3 separate regions of the Mus musculus genome follow, and regions 1 and 2 are each linked to region 3. Evidence: chromatin contacts called from public HiChIP or PLAC-seq and promoter capture Hi-C data. All regions are on one chromosome and are shown on one strand. Each heading gives the region's core, a stretch centred on a gene start, on an enhancer-like site or on the middle of the called end of the contact. The rest is flanking DNA. Distances are from core to core; before and after follow the strand shown.

Evidence for each region. Promoter capture Hi-C pulls out the DNA fragments that hold promoters and counts their contacts. HiChIP or PLAC-seq counts read pairs in DNA pulled down with a chosen protein or histone mark.
Region 1: a contact with region 3 is called in an H3K27ac HiChIP or PLAC-seq map of extraembryonic endoderm stem cells, with 5 times the contacts expected there. The contact joins the promoter of Rrp12 here to the promoter of Tm9sf3 in region 3. A contact is called at or near these places in 3 of 39 promoter capture datasets (embryonic stem cells, hippocampal neurons and neural stem cells), 13 of 115 datasets of contacts at active chromatin or transcription factors (acute myeloid leukemia, bone marrow-derived dendritic cells, bone marrow-derived macrophages and 10 more) and 1 of 9 other capture datasets (adipose tissue).
Region 2: a promoter capture Hi-C map of embryonic stem cells shows a contact between it and region 3, with 4 times the contacts expected there. The contact joins the promoter of Cc2d2b here to the promoter of Tm9sf3 in region 3. A contact is called at or near these places in 4 of 39 promoter capture datasets (embryonic stem cells, hippocampal neurons, pre-B cells and 1 more), 6 of 484 Hi-C or Micro-C datasets (the P5424 cell line, embryonic stem cells, pre-B cells and 1 more), 6 of 115 datasets of contacts at active chromatin or transcription factors (embryonic stem cells, epiblast stem cells, large pre-B cells and 1 more) and 1 of 9 other capture datasets (embryonic stem cells).

The regions. Positions count from the first base shown.
Region 1 is chr19:41,894,815-41,899,325 of GRCm38.p6, forward strand. It overlaps Rrp12 (ribosomal RNA processing 12 homolog (S. cerevisiae)), which reads right to left and starts at 1,339. Exons shown (of 34, transcript NM_199447.2): 1 at 1,125-1,339; 2 at 334-563. The coding sequence starts at 1,263.
Region 2 is chr19:40,745,957-40,750,319 of GRCm38.p6, forward strand. It overlaps Cc2d2b (coiled-coil and C2 domain containing 2B), which reads left to right and starts at 2,861. Exons shown (of 35, transcript NM_001376940.1): 1 at 2,861-2,932.
Region 3 is chr19:41,261,617-41,265,850 of GRCm38.p6, forward strand. It overlaps Tm9sf3 (transmembrane 9 superfamily member 3), which reads right to left and starts at 2,388. Exons shown (of 15, transcript NM_133352.2): 1 at 2,143-2,388. The coding sequence starts at 2,238.

The DNA.
Region 1 (4,511 bases), core at 89-2,588, 630 kb after region 3:
AATATGCTTTGTTGAGCATGAAGACACAAACCTTTGACCCCAGCACTTGAGAGGCAAAGACAGATTGCTCTCTATGGCTTTGAAGCCAGTCTGGTCTACAAATGGAAACTTTGTCTCAAAAAAATAAACAAAAAAATTTCAAACATATATGAACATTAATTACCACACACGATTTTTAAGGGGACTCTGCCCAAGAGTGTATGTGAGGGGCACAAAGGGTAAGAGAGATGACACATCATCCAGAAATACCAGTTGCTGTCACCAGAGCTGTATGAAAGTCATCTTGAATGTGCCCTGCCTACTGCCCTACAAACTCAGCAACCAATCTCCTACCTCCTTGTGAGCAGCTGAGTTGGATTCCCAGAAGCGCTGCACTTTGCTGAAAGTGACATTTGTACAGTCAGACAAGCCACTCAGAAACGTGCCCGAGGACTTCTCGGTGAAAGCCACCTCTGGATCTTGGTCCATGGTCGTCTCAGGGGCTTGGCTTTTGCCCAGGCTCAGGGTCCCCGACTGCAGCTCATTATGCAACTTCACAGCATCAACAGTCAGGTCGCTCTTTCCTGAGAACCAGAGTAACAAGGTAATGGCCCCATTTCCACCCAAACTTCCTTTAGCTGAAGGAACAGAACCCCTAAGAAACAAACCAGAGGGTTTAGACCCCCCCAATCCCAGCGGCAGGATTCCAAACCAGGCTTGCCTGCACAGCCCTGTGTACGCTTGCAATTTTCAAGGCCAAGAGAAAGGAACCCCAGATCTGTTTCTGCTTCCCTGTACTAAAGGCACAGGGACATCCAGAGCCAGGGTCGTATACTGTACGGAGACACCCGAAGGCTGAAGATGTGGGTTAGTAGTTGAGTGTTTAGTTAGCGTGCACAAAGTCCTGGGTTCGCTCCCTGACACTCCCTCAACATATACATAAATCTAAAGGGGCATCCAAGGGTAGTGACGGCCGTGTCCCTGAGACCGCGGTATCCTAGACAAGTCATTTCCCTTCAGAGGACAATTTCCGCATCTGTCAAACTCGAGGGGCGGGCCTTCACAGTGAGCGCCAGGACTGACATTACAAAGTGGCAGGCCGAATGCCACAAGATGCCGCCCAAGGAGTCCCACGGCCCGGCTACCTGACGGGCGGCTGAAGAAGCGGCTCCGAGCGGCCTGGCGATGGCGGCAAGTGGCGGGGTTGCTGTCGCTGCTGTGGCCTTTCTTCCAGCGCTTCAACTTGGCCGAGACACCAGAGGGCAATTTCCCCGAGCGACCCATGTTGACCAAACGGTGGCTCGCACTCGCCCAGAGAACAAGCGTCCACACACGCCGAAAAGACAGCAGAAGCCACGGCAGAACCCACGTGTGTGTCCTCAGCCGGCTCCGCAGCCCCTTCCTCTGATGTCACTTCCTGTCTCCAATCTGTTACCATGGCAAAACCAATCAACATCCGTTCTGAGGCTTCCTATTTGCTTTGCGATCTTAACGCTGGGGAAGGAGTTCTGGTGTTTCGGATGCTGTGTGGGCTCCTGATGCACCGCCAAGATTCGTGGCCGTGAAGGAAAACCTTGTAAAACGGGAATTTCTTTGGAATTAAAAGACAAATTTATATTACTCTCAAAGAATCAGTTGTTCAGCCGGGCGTGGTGGCGCACACCTTTAATCCCAGCAGAGGCAGGTGGATTTCCGAGTACGAGGCCAGCCTGGTCTACAAAGTGAGTTCCAGGGCAGCCAGGGCTATACAGAGAAACCCTGCCTCGAAAAACAAACAAACAAACAAAAATCGGTTGTTCAAGCGGAGCGGTGGTGTCCGCACGCTTGTAATCCCGGCAAACTGGAAGACTGTCGTGAGTTTAAAGCCAGCCTAGTCTCCACACTGCGAGATGCAAAATCCTGTCTAAAAACAAAAATAACAAAATAAATACATCAGTAATCCCAGCGCCTAGGTAACAGACGTTGGTTGATCTCCGTAATTTCAAGGCCACACTGCTCTAAATATTGAAATAGTGAACTCCAAGACATTCAGGGCTACACAGTGAGAACCTGTCTCAAAAAACAGAAACAAACAAACAAAAAACCCTAATAAAGTTTAAAAAAGAAAACAATAATCAAAAACTATGGATGTATAACAAATGAAAACATCTTGGCCTCACGAGAGATAAAAGCAACAACTAGTGCCCACGACTTGCTTTGCAAATTGAAACCACAACGGAATAACGACAGAAAGGAGCAGTGGTGGTGCCCTGTTGCCAAGAACACAGCCCTGATGTCTCCATGTGCTGCTGTTGGTTGATATGGGCACTTTGGGAAACTAGTACTATTTTTAAAAGATGTATTTCTTAAGTTATGTGTACACCCGTGTGATGGTATGAATTCAGGTGCCTGTGGAGGCCGGAAGCATCAGACCCCCTGGAGCTGGAATTACGAGCAGTTATGAGCTGTCTGAGGGTGCTAGGAGAAACCTGTCTCAGGTCTTCTGCAAGAGCTGTGTGTGAGTACACTATCACTGTCTTCAGACACACCAGAAGAAGGCATCCGATCCCATTACAGATGGTTGTGAGCCACCATGTGGTTGCTGGGAATTGAACTCAGGACCTCTGGAAGAGCAGTCATTGCTCTTAACCACTGAGCCATCTCTCCAGCCCTAGCATGAACTCTTCACTGTTGTTAATTCATCTCTCCAGCCCCTGCTCCCTGTTTGTATTTTGAGGTCTCGTGTGACCTATGTTGGCCTTAAACTCACAGCAATTCTTCTGCCTCTGCTTCGTGAGTGATGGGATTGCAGGCATGAGCCCTAACATCTAGCTTGGTCTAGTAGTATCTAATAAAACATATGTCCACTCTACCCAGCAATTCATTCCTATATATACACCCAACAGAGACGATTACTTACTTGCTAAAAAAGAGATAGTTGAGAACTAGAAGTGACCAAACACCCATCAACAGAATAGGTCAGATTCACTGTGATATAATGATATGTAATGGAATATTTTATCATTTTTAAACAGCAGCTTCTGCATAGTATACACAGAGATCTGCTATGTGCGTGTATGATTCAAATTAAATGGAAGACTCCAGACATAAAAGAATGTAGCCAGGCAGTGGTGGCGCACGCCTTTAATCCCAGCACTGGGGATGCAGAGGCAGGTGGATTTCTGAGTTCAAGGCCAGCCTGGTCTACAGAGTGAGTTCCAGGACAGCCAGGGCTATACAGAGAAACCCTGTCTCAAAAAAACAAAAAAACAAAAAAAAATGTGTATTGTATGATTCTATTAATTAAAAAAACAAAAGGACCCCAGTATTGGAATCTGGTACCAGCTGAGAGTAAGCACAGTAGATGTAGTTATAGTCTAATATCTTAGGGGTTTACATAGATGTATTCACCAAGTAATGGTTGTGTATTATATACTTACCTGAATGTATCTTAAAAAATAGAGGGGCTGAAGAGATGGCTCAATGGCCCAGCATCATACTCTGGTTTGCTTCTTTTCTATTTATTTATTTATTTATTTATTTATTTATTTATTGCAGAGGGAAGGGATGGGATAATCAAGCCCTTGCCATGTAACACATTCTTCTTTTGGATTCATGGCAATCCTCCTGCCTCTGTGTATGTGAAGGGCTTGAATTACAGGTGTACACTTCAATGTTCGGCTCATATATATTTTACCCTCTATACAATACTAAACCCACTGAGCTATCATTTGGAGTCAATATGAAAATGGCTGTCCGTTAAGTGACTTTTCTCACTGCTGGGACAAAATGCCCAACAAAGCTATTTAAAGAAGGAAGAATTTGTTTTGGCTTACAGTTTGAGGGAACAGTCCATTGTGGTAAGGAAGACAAGGTGCTAGGTGTGTTGAGCACATTGTGCCTGCATTCAGGAAGCAGGGACAGACAGACAGACAGACAGACAGAGGCTGATGGTACTCGCTTTCTTCTTATCCAGTCTTAGCCCATTGAATGTTGCTGTCCACATATTCAGGGTGGGTGTGCCCCTTCAGTTAAACATTTCTGGAAATGGCATTAGGCACACCACACACACACACACACACACACACACACACACACACACACACACACACACACTACAACCAGAAATTTGTCTTCTAGGTGAGTATAAATCCTATCAAGTTAACAATTAAAATTAACATGGAAAATTCCAAAAAAACAGGTCACGGTACTTGGCATGAGCATAGAGTCACATTGTCACCACAAGAGGGAGCATTTCAAGCAACCTGGGCTATACCCATATGGAAAGGCTGAAATGTTGGCTAGAGTAGAATTTTGCAGGCCCACTCTTCTTGCTCTTTGGTGAACAACACAAACCTCCTCACCTCCAAACTGTGTGCACAAGAAGCACGCCTCTGCCCCTCACTGCAGGGATCACATCTTGGTGAAGTACCAACTTCCCTACCCGTGAATTCTATAACTGGCTTCCGTCAGGAAGATCTATCAAGTCCAGGATTCCTCACACCACATAAGCCACGAGACACCACCCATAGGATATCACTACTCTTAAACCG
Region 2 (4,363 bases), core at 1,611-4,110, 520 kb before region 3:
CACGGAGCTCAAACAAACCAAGAGACCCTGAGACATTATTGTTACTAAAGTGTAACAGCAGAAGAAGTTCTGTCACTGTACTGTTTAAAAAGGAAAATAATTATAGGAAAACTCAGATGTAACCCTCAGAATGAAAGAATTAAGAACGTTTCTCTTCTTTTAACATAATATTCAGAGAATATTATGATATTATGAATATTATGAAAATATGAATATTAGAATATCTTCTTTTAACAAAATATTCAGAGAATAAAATCAAAGCTGAGAAATTCAATAGGCTCATACAAGATGACCAAAAAAAAAAATGGAGGGCTCTATAAATAAGTTCTGAATATTTAGATTTGAGAGAGAGGCCCCAGCTTTAATTCACTCCACGCCTGCTAAGGACCCATGGTAGCATTCTGCTTTGTTGCAGGACAAATCTTTGCTGTGACATCACCCCGTGTGCTACAGTTTGTCCCTGTCATTGTAAAACTCTGGCTTTGTCACAGAAAAGCTTTAAGAAATGGACAGATGGACAGGGGTCAGGACAGGCCTGCCTAGACTTGAAGATTCTGGTTCTGCTGGACATGGATGTAATGTGGGGGGGAGGGGTGGGGGGGATACGTCTTCCATGTGGTGACACTGTCAGAACAGAGCTAGTACCTCAGATGTAGTGGTCAATATTAGCTGTCAATCCGACAGGGTCTGCAATCTCCTAGGAGACAAGCTAGTGAGAGACCGTCTAAATGAGGCTCACCAGTTTTCTAGATAGGGTTAATTGAAGTGGGCAGGCCAACCCTGAGTGCAGGTGGCAATACCGTCCTATGGATGGCAGCACTGGGCTAAACAAAAAGGCTTTCTCTGTGCACAGAAGACACTGTAGACGACTTCTCAGTAACTATTGCTGCCTTGGATGATTGCCTGCCTGCCTGCCTGCCTGCCTGCCTGCCTGCCTGCCTGTGCAGATGTCTTTCTAATTCTTTGCCAAGAAATTAAAAATGTTCTATGAAATCTGATCTGTAGCTAGAGCAGTTAAAAAAATATATTATAGCCTGAATCAAAACAGTTCTGCATGTGAGATTAGACCACTAGTTTGAAATATCTACTGGATGTCAATTCTTACTCCGACTCCCTCCCCTCTGATAGGAAATGCTCTTTAACCTTGAAAATATTTAGAATTCCTCAACATCTGTTCGATAAACTCTTTGGTAGGAGATCTTGAATCCTACATTATCTTGACTTAGGTATTTGGACCCATATACTTAATGCTTAGGTATAATAGCAATAATACATTGTAGCACACACACACACACACACACACACACACACACACACACACCATGTGTACTTTTAAAAAATGCATAGCACTGGTTGATAATCCTGGAAATTAAATGTTCTTAAAGTTCATCATATTCTGTGATGCTTGCAACATGCAGACATTTCCCATTTAATCCGTGACATCAGTATGTAAGGGAAACACTCTTGACTCTGCTTTCTGACTCTGCTGTTGGACTGTAGAGATGGCCTGGCCCCTAAGGGCTAAGCTCACAACCCAAACGACAAGAATCTACCACCATTGCTCTTAAATTGCTATACCAGATGAGCCCTAGACAACAAGGATTTTATTTGGAATGAGAATTTGTCCAAATAAATTTTGAGGCGTGGACACAGTTAACAGTAAGTCGTTTTTTGTTTGTTTGCTTTTTCAGATAATGAGGCAAGTGGAACTTCTGAGTTCGTTCCCTTGTGCCGCAGGGTCTCTACCTCGCCTGGGCAGTCACCTTTGCAGCTGCTCTATTTCCCTACGTCCCTTTTCTCGAGGCCCGTTAAGTTTTAAAGACCTCCTAAGTGTCTTCAGAATCTCAGGCTAACGGCTCAATGGGGCGGACACAGAAAGAGGTTCATAAAAACAGCATATTGGAATGAAGGGACACACATCACTGTGCTCAGCCCCACTTGCAAACTCCCAACTGTATCAGTTCTGTTTAGGTCATCATTATTTTAACAAGGAACAAAGAGGCTTGCAGGGTGGGGACATACCGCTGTTTGATTTGTTTATTCATTTACTGCCTGCGATGGTGCGTTCGTGGTGTAGGTCGGCTTGCGGAGGCCACAGTGTGACGCTGGTTGTCTTCTGCCATCATACTACACTTTATTTGCTGAGACTTTGCTCTCTTCTGGAACCCAGAGCTTGCCCTGGGGGATTCCTGCGGCTGTCTCCACACTTGCCTGGCCTTACGTGGGTTCAGGGAATCTTAACTTCACTGACATTACAGTCTATGTGCTGAGCCATCTCCCCAGCCCCAAACTACCACTACTTCTCCTTCATAGATTTATTTTATTTTTAATTATGTTTCTATGGGTGTGGGAGGATATGTATATGTGTGAATGCAGGTGCTAGCCAGGCCAGAAGAGGGCATCAGGAGTTACAGGCAGGCGGTTGTGGGCCACCTAACTGGGTGCTGGGACGCGGGCCTCTGTAAGGGCAGTAAGTGCTCCTCATCGCTTGCTCTCCAGCACCCAGCCCAAGACTTAAAAGATATTAAATTTGTGACACGAATTGCAAGCTCTGAAAAAAAAATTGTTTGCACTGAGGGCTGTGGCATGGGGCCAGACACCAGTCTCTTGAAATGAAAAGCATCCACACTGCGCACCCGCTCTCCTGTCCCCTCTCCGTGGCGTGGCGCATGCAGTTCTTAAGCCGCCACTAACCCCCACCCCAAAGGGAGGGGCAAGAGAGGCCCGAGGGATGCGGGGGGGGGGGGGAGGGTTAGCTCAGGTGCACGAGGAGATCTCATGCACTGAGGCTGGATCAGAACCAGATGGCTGGGGAGGGGAGGGGCAGAGGGCAAAAACGCTCGCACTGCGCATGCTCTTCGGCTGTAGGCGTTGATAGCTGCTCAGGATCTGTCTTCACTTCCCAGACGCATCGAAAAGCAGTGTCCATCAGGTGAATGTCTTATCTCTCAAGGTCCCCATGACGGTACCAGAGTACACTGGGGATGCACCCCTCCTCTGTGCGGAATCCTGGGGCTGGGATAACAAGGCAACTAGGTGAAGTGGCAAGAGAGGGCACGGAACCGCGCCACCTGCCAGTCATCCCGGTTTTAGGAATAGGGGTGAAAACGTGTACATTTCACAGCTTCGAGGTCAGGGAGGGGTTTGGATTAAGTTCCGGTCAGAAAAATATTTCCTGAGTGGAGGAGGCTGGGCGGCTGGAGTTGAACTCTTTGCTAGGGTAAGCATTAGGACAACACCTTAGAATCAGCGGAACTACTTCAAGGTAATTTACTTCAAGCGGAACTTACTTCAAGGTAAGTACTGACAGAAGGCAGGTACAAGAGCTAGGAGAAAGTCCCTAGAAGACTACAGGATGCGAATTAGGCTCGAAATGTGGCGTGCAGTCCATTGAGAAAAGTTACAAAACTCAAAGCAAAGTGATGACCAGGAAAAAGCAGTCTTGCTTCACCCCTAGGTGGCAAGTGTGGCCCGAGGGCCCTCGCACTGAGAAGGGCCTCAGGGTTTCTCCAATTGAGACTGGAGTCCAGACCCAGAGATGGCTCTTCGACCTAGAATATAAACAGCACAGGACTCTCGCCAGTTTCACTAGACCCGGTGTCCGTGCTCCGTCGGTAATCCAGTGCACTCTGATAATTCTCAAGATCAGTTTCCAGGTAGCATCATTACATTGCCTTGGGTGTGTTAGATACAAGCCTTCAGTCCATAGGACAATCTGTGTCACCTGCACGCCTTCCTCAAACCATGCTGTAGGGCTTTGAGGGGGCAAAGGGGCAGAAGTGAAATCTTCTTGGTCTTGAGAGCACAGGGAACTTGGTTTTGATGTTTCCCAAAGATACCAGTTTACAGTTCAGAAGGTTTCTTTTCGGGCCATGCATGCATTCCTTGGGTCCTCCTGTCTCAGCTTCTCCTGTGTTAGGATTTCAGACATGCATCTCCAGCTGAGCCTGGGCCGAGATTCCCACTTCTTGATTTAGGGGGAAAAATCACAGATAAGTAAAAGATAAGAATTTCTGAACCTGTCAGGTAGTAAAATATCTGAGGGTCCTGATGCTTATTAAAGAATATGGCTGGTGGGAGGCTTTTGTTAAATTCTGCTTTTTCTGTAACCTGCTCCTAAAGGATAGTTGATGCTATGTGTTTAGTGGATTTTTATTTGGACAAAATGCAGCCCACTGTTTGAATTTTTATTGGAATATATTTTTTTTGGCACAACGTTCTAGCTCAAATAAAAGAAATTCTGAAGAACGCGACATAAGAAACACAACTGTCTGCAAGCATAACAGAGTATCATTAATAGTGTCAGGGATTGGTGCTTGCCCCGTTGGCTGGGTCTCAAGTTGGGACAGTTCTTATTGGCCAT
Region 3 (4,234 bases), core at 1,138-3,637:
TGACTCCTACTCTCCCGCTTCAGTGCGGCAACCATCGCACACGTGCCGTGTCTTCACACCGCATCCTTTTGGGATAAGAGTGGAGTGCAGAGATACGGCCGTGCACAGCATCTGCAAAGCCATGGGCTCTATCTCCAATGTGTGTGTGTGGGGGGGGGGGGGGAAGAACGGACCAGTTTCCTTTTATTAAATATTTTATGTACATAAAAATTAAAACATTCCAGGTGTAGCCAGATGTGGTGGGGCACACCTTCAATCCCAGCACTCTGGAGGCAGAGGCAGGTGGATCTCAGAATTCAAGGCCAGCCTGGTCTAAAGAACAAGTTCCAGGACAGCCAGGGCTACACAGAGGAAACCCTGTTTCAAAAAAAGAAGTGTTCCATTCAGTGGTGGAATATGTACATACCACACAGAATGGCCTGAGTTCAATCCCCAGAACTGAATGAATGAATGAACGAATGAAGTAACTAAATATGGCATTCCTAACAATAAAATTTCACTGAACTGGGGGCTGGAGAGATAGCTCAAGCAGTTAAGACCTAACTTTGGTTCCCAGTATTCACACTGGGTAGCTTACAACTTTCTGTCACTCTAGTTCCAGGGGATCTGACACCCTCTTCTAAGATACTCAGAATATACATGATACACATACTACATTCATGCTGGCAAAACTGACACATAGAATAAAAATAAATAAGCTTTAAAATTTTTCTCATTGAAACTGCCATGCACAAAACTTGTGGATTATGCTAGTTTTGTACACTTACAACTGATTATATTATAAACTAAGTCTTCCCTCTTAGTAGCAGTATAAAATAGAAAGTTCAAAAAGTAGAACATAAATTTCTGTCTATATGGTCGATCTAAAACTAACAACAAGTTCCAGATTTTACATGGAAACTCAACTGTTAAAAAAAAAAAAAAAAGGCAAATACTATTTAAACTACTATACTTGCTGAAATTTAAAGGAAACCAAAAATATCTTAGAGAAAATTCACAAGTGTCGCAGAAAAAAAGTTACTGATTCAACGTTTCTCTGGAAAAAAAAACTCGCATACACATGCAATTAGATTCTAGCAGTGACTGAAAATACAACAGCCTAATTTAGAGTTTTTAATTGGCTAATCAAAACAAAGTTTTGTTCACTACAAACAAAATCTAACGTCTGCCCCTTAAAAGCAGCGTACTCCCATTTTGTCACCGATCAGCTACAGCCAAACGTTCTCCACATATTTTAAATTTAGTAAATACACAACTACTCGGGCAAAAAAAAAAAAATCACAATACAGATAAAAACCTTGAAACAATCTCCAATTTGCCAAGCAATCTTCTAGGTTTATCAGACTTTCCACACTTCCCCGCGTCTACCATTCTGAATAAAAAAATAAATAAGTGAATTCCACAGCGTTACAGCTCTAGGTGAAAGTCACTCCAAGAGTCATTAATAGGCGAGCTTTGATGTGAAGATACAATTAAATAAACCGCCAATCAACTTCAGGCCAAAAGCAAAAGTGAGTGGGGGTGTGGCCTGAGGGCTGGGTGACACAAGGGCAGAGCTGTCCCAGTTAGGGACCGACCACCCGAACAGGGCGTCCTCTGGGCACTCACGGAGCGCGGAGAAAGTTGCAAGGGAGTCCTGGGGACCGAGTGCGTGCAGGGTGAAGACGTGTCCGCGTGTAAACCGTTCACACCTCCACTTCCCTAAAGCTGTCCCCACCCCACGGTTTAAATCCGGTTCGGGCGAGAGGGAGAGAGAAGGGTAGGAAGAGGCCGGAGCCCTGCGCGAAGCGATGGGTATTTCCTGGTTGGCAAGCGCCTGGATCACCACGCATCCATCCTCCGCCGTGCTGTGTGCACAGCGTCCAGTTTCCCGGGTCCAGAGCCCGCTCCGGGCCGATCCCCGGGCAGCAGCCCCGAGAGGCGGAGCTGCGGAGCAAGGCCCAGGCAGCCCCGAGTGCTCGGAAATGCCTCCTCCCAGCTCCCGCGGATCCGGCCCCGCCATGCCCGACCGGAAGGAGCGCTCGGGCGGCCGCGGGGCTGCACCGGGCCCCCCGGGCCTTCGGACCACGCCGGGTCTGGCGGGGCGGCAGGCTTGGGAGCGGGGCTGGGGCGGGGGCGGCCGCGCGGCTCGCTTCGCCTCACCGTGTGTTCGTGCTCGTCAGACCGAGCCCGGGGCAGCAGCAGCAACAACAACGCGGCGGCCGCCGCCACGCCAGGAGCGCCCGGCAGCGGCCTCATCCTCCGCGCTCCCACAGGCCGGGCGCCGGCCCACCGACTCCTCCTCCGCCGCCGCCGCCGATTCACATCCACCGGGCGCGGACAGACGCACGGGGCCCGGGCACAGCCGCTGCCTCCGCCGCCGTCACCGCCCGCTCCGCGCCGCCCCCGCCCCCCGGCCTCCGAGCCTCTTCCTCTGACTCAGCCACGTCATCCGGCCACCCCGGCACACGCCGGAAGTCCTCCCGACGCGGGGCCGCAACCGTCGCCGGCCGTGGGGCGCCGGCGCGCGCAGGCCGCGGGGTTGAAGGGTTCCGAGTCGCCGCTGCTGTGCTGCTTGCTCAGCCTCGGCCTGGACCTGGGCCTGGGCCCTTGCGCGCCCGGCTGCGGGCGGGCTGGGGTGACATCGGCTCAGGCGCCTAGCTCGCCACGGCGTGCGTGAACACCCCTTCCCTCTAACCTCGGGCTCCGCAAGCTTCTTTATGGACGATGATTATTAAACTTGGACAGGGTCGGTTGGGTGTTTAAACATCACCGTGTACTGTTTATAGACTTCTATGCAATCAAGAGATCTGGGCTAAGTTGACATTCTTGTTCATCTGCCTACGTATTGTTTTTCTCAGCCTCAATCATAAATGTGTCCGGAAGTTCCTCAGCACTCCAATCACTTGATCTCATATTCTGTATCTGAGCCGGTAGTAATAAGGAGCTAAGTTTGGTATCTTACTCTTGTAAGCCCCAGCATTCGGGAAGCTGGACTGATTGTTGTTTATTGCATACTTGCTTGGGTTACAGCGTGAGACAAAAGAAGAAAAGAAAACAAAACGAAATAATCGGGTCATAGCGGTGCAGGCATGTAATCCCGGCACCAGGACCGCAGAGGCAGAATTGCAGAAAGATTGGAGCCAACCTTATCTACAGGCTCAGTACCAAGCCTGCCAGGCTACGTAGCAAGGCCCCATCTCAAACCAAAACGTACTACGGACTCAGAAATGATCAGAAGGACACTTCTCTAAATGTGGGACTTAGAGGAAGATTGTCTCATCCATCCGTATCAGGCAGGTTTTGGTATTTGGTCGTGTAATACCTCACAGCCAATATTCTATACCACCATACTGTGCAGAAGTCTGAAGAAGACCCCACTACCAATCTTCCTTCCCTGTCCATTCCCAAGGAGTACCAACATGATTTCCTACCAAGAAATCAAATTATGTCTTTTTTGTCCAAAACACATCTTGAATAGTTAGAACTCATAGTGGAATCATCAGTAATGGTTTCATCTGCCAGGCACTCTGATACTCACACAGACCCTATGCAACAGGTACCTTTAGTGTGTCCACTTACAGAAAAGTGACAGATGCACAGGTTGGGTGACTTGCTGAAAGACTAGACCCAGTTTGCTTCTTTAGTTTGTTAACTGCTAATGTATTACCAACCAGACAGCTCTTTAAAAGGTGAATTAGATGTGCTCTCATTGGCATGACATATCCAAGAAGCACTTACAAATGGAAAAGTCTGCTACCATTTTAAATGGTAGCATGCTAGTTTGCCTGTAGAAAACAATCTTAAGTGATTAATATTCAAACCATTACAAGAGTGATTTGCTTCAAAAATTTGTATACCCCTCTTTGGAAGTTTGTGTATGTGTGTGTTATGTATATTGTGCTAGTACGTGCTTGTGTGTGTGTGTGTGTGTGTGTGTGTGTGTTCAAGTCAGATGTTGACAAACAGATGTCTTCCCCAAACACTGCCCACATATTTTTTGAGACAATGTCTCTCGCTGAAGCTGAAGCTCAGGTATTCTGCTACACAGGCTAGCCAGCAAGACCTGAGAATCCTCCTGTCTCCACGTCCCACTTTATGTGGGTTCTTGGGATCTGAACCCAAATCCTTATACAAGCAATTTACCGAGTCATATCAGATCTCCAGCCCTGTTTGGATATGTGTGTGCTACATGTGTAATGAGGTTAGAGATGATGCCTTTGCTCATGAATGCAGTCCAACTTCCTCAGTCTGT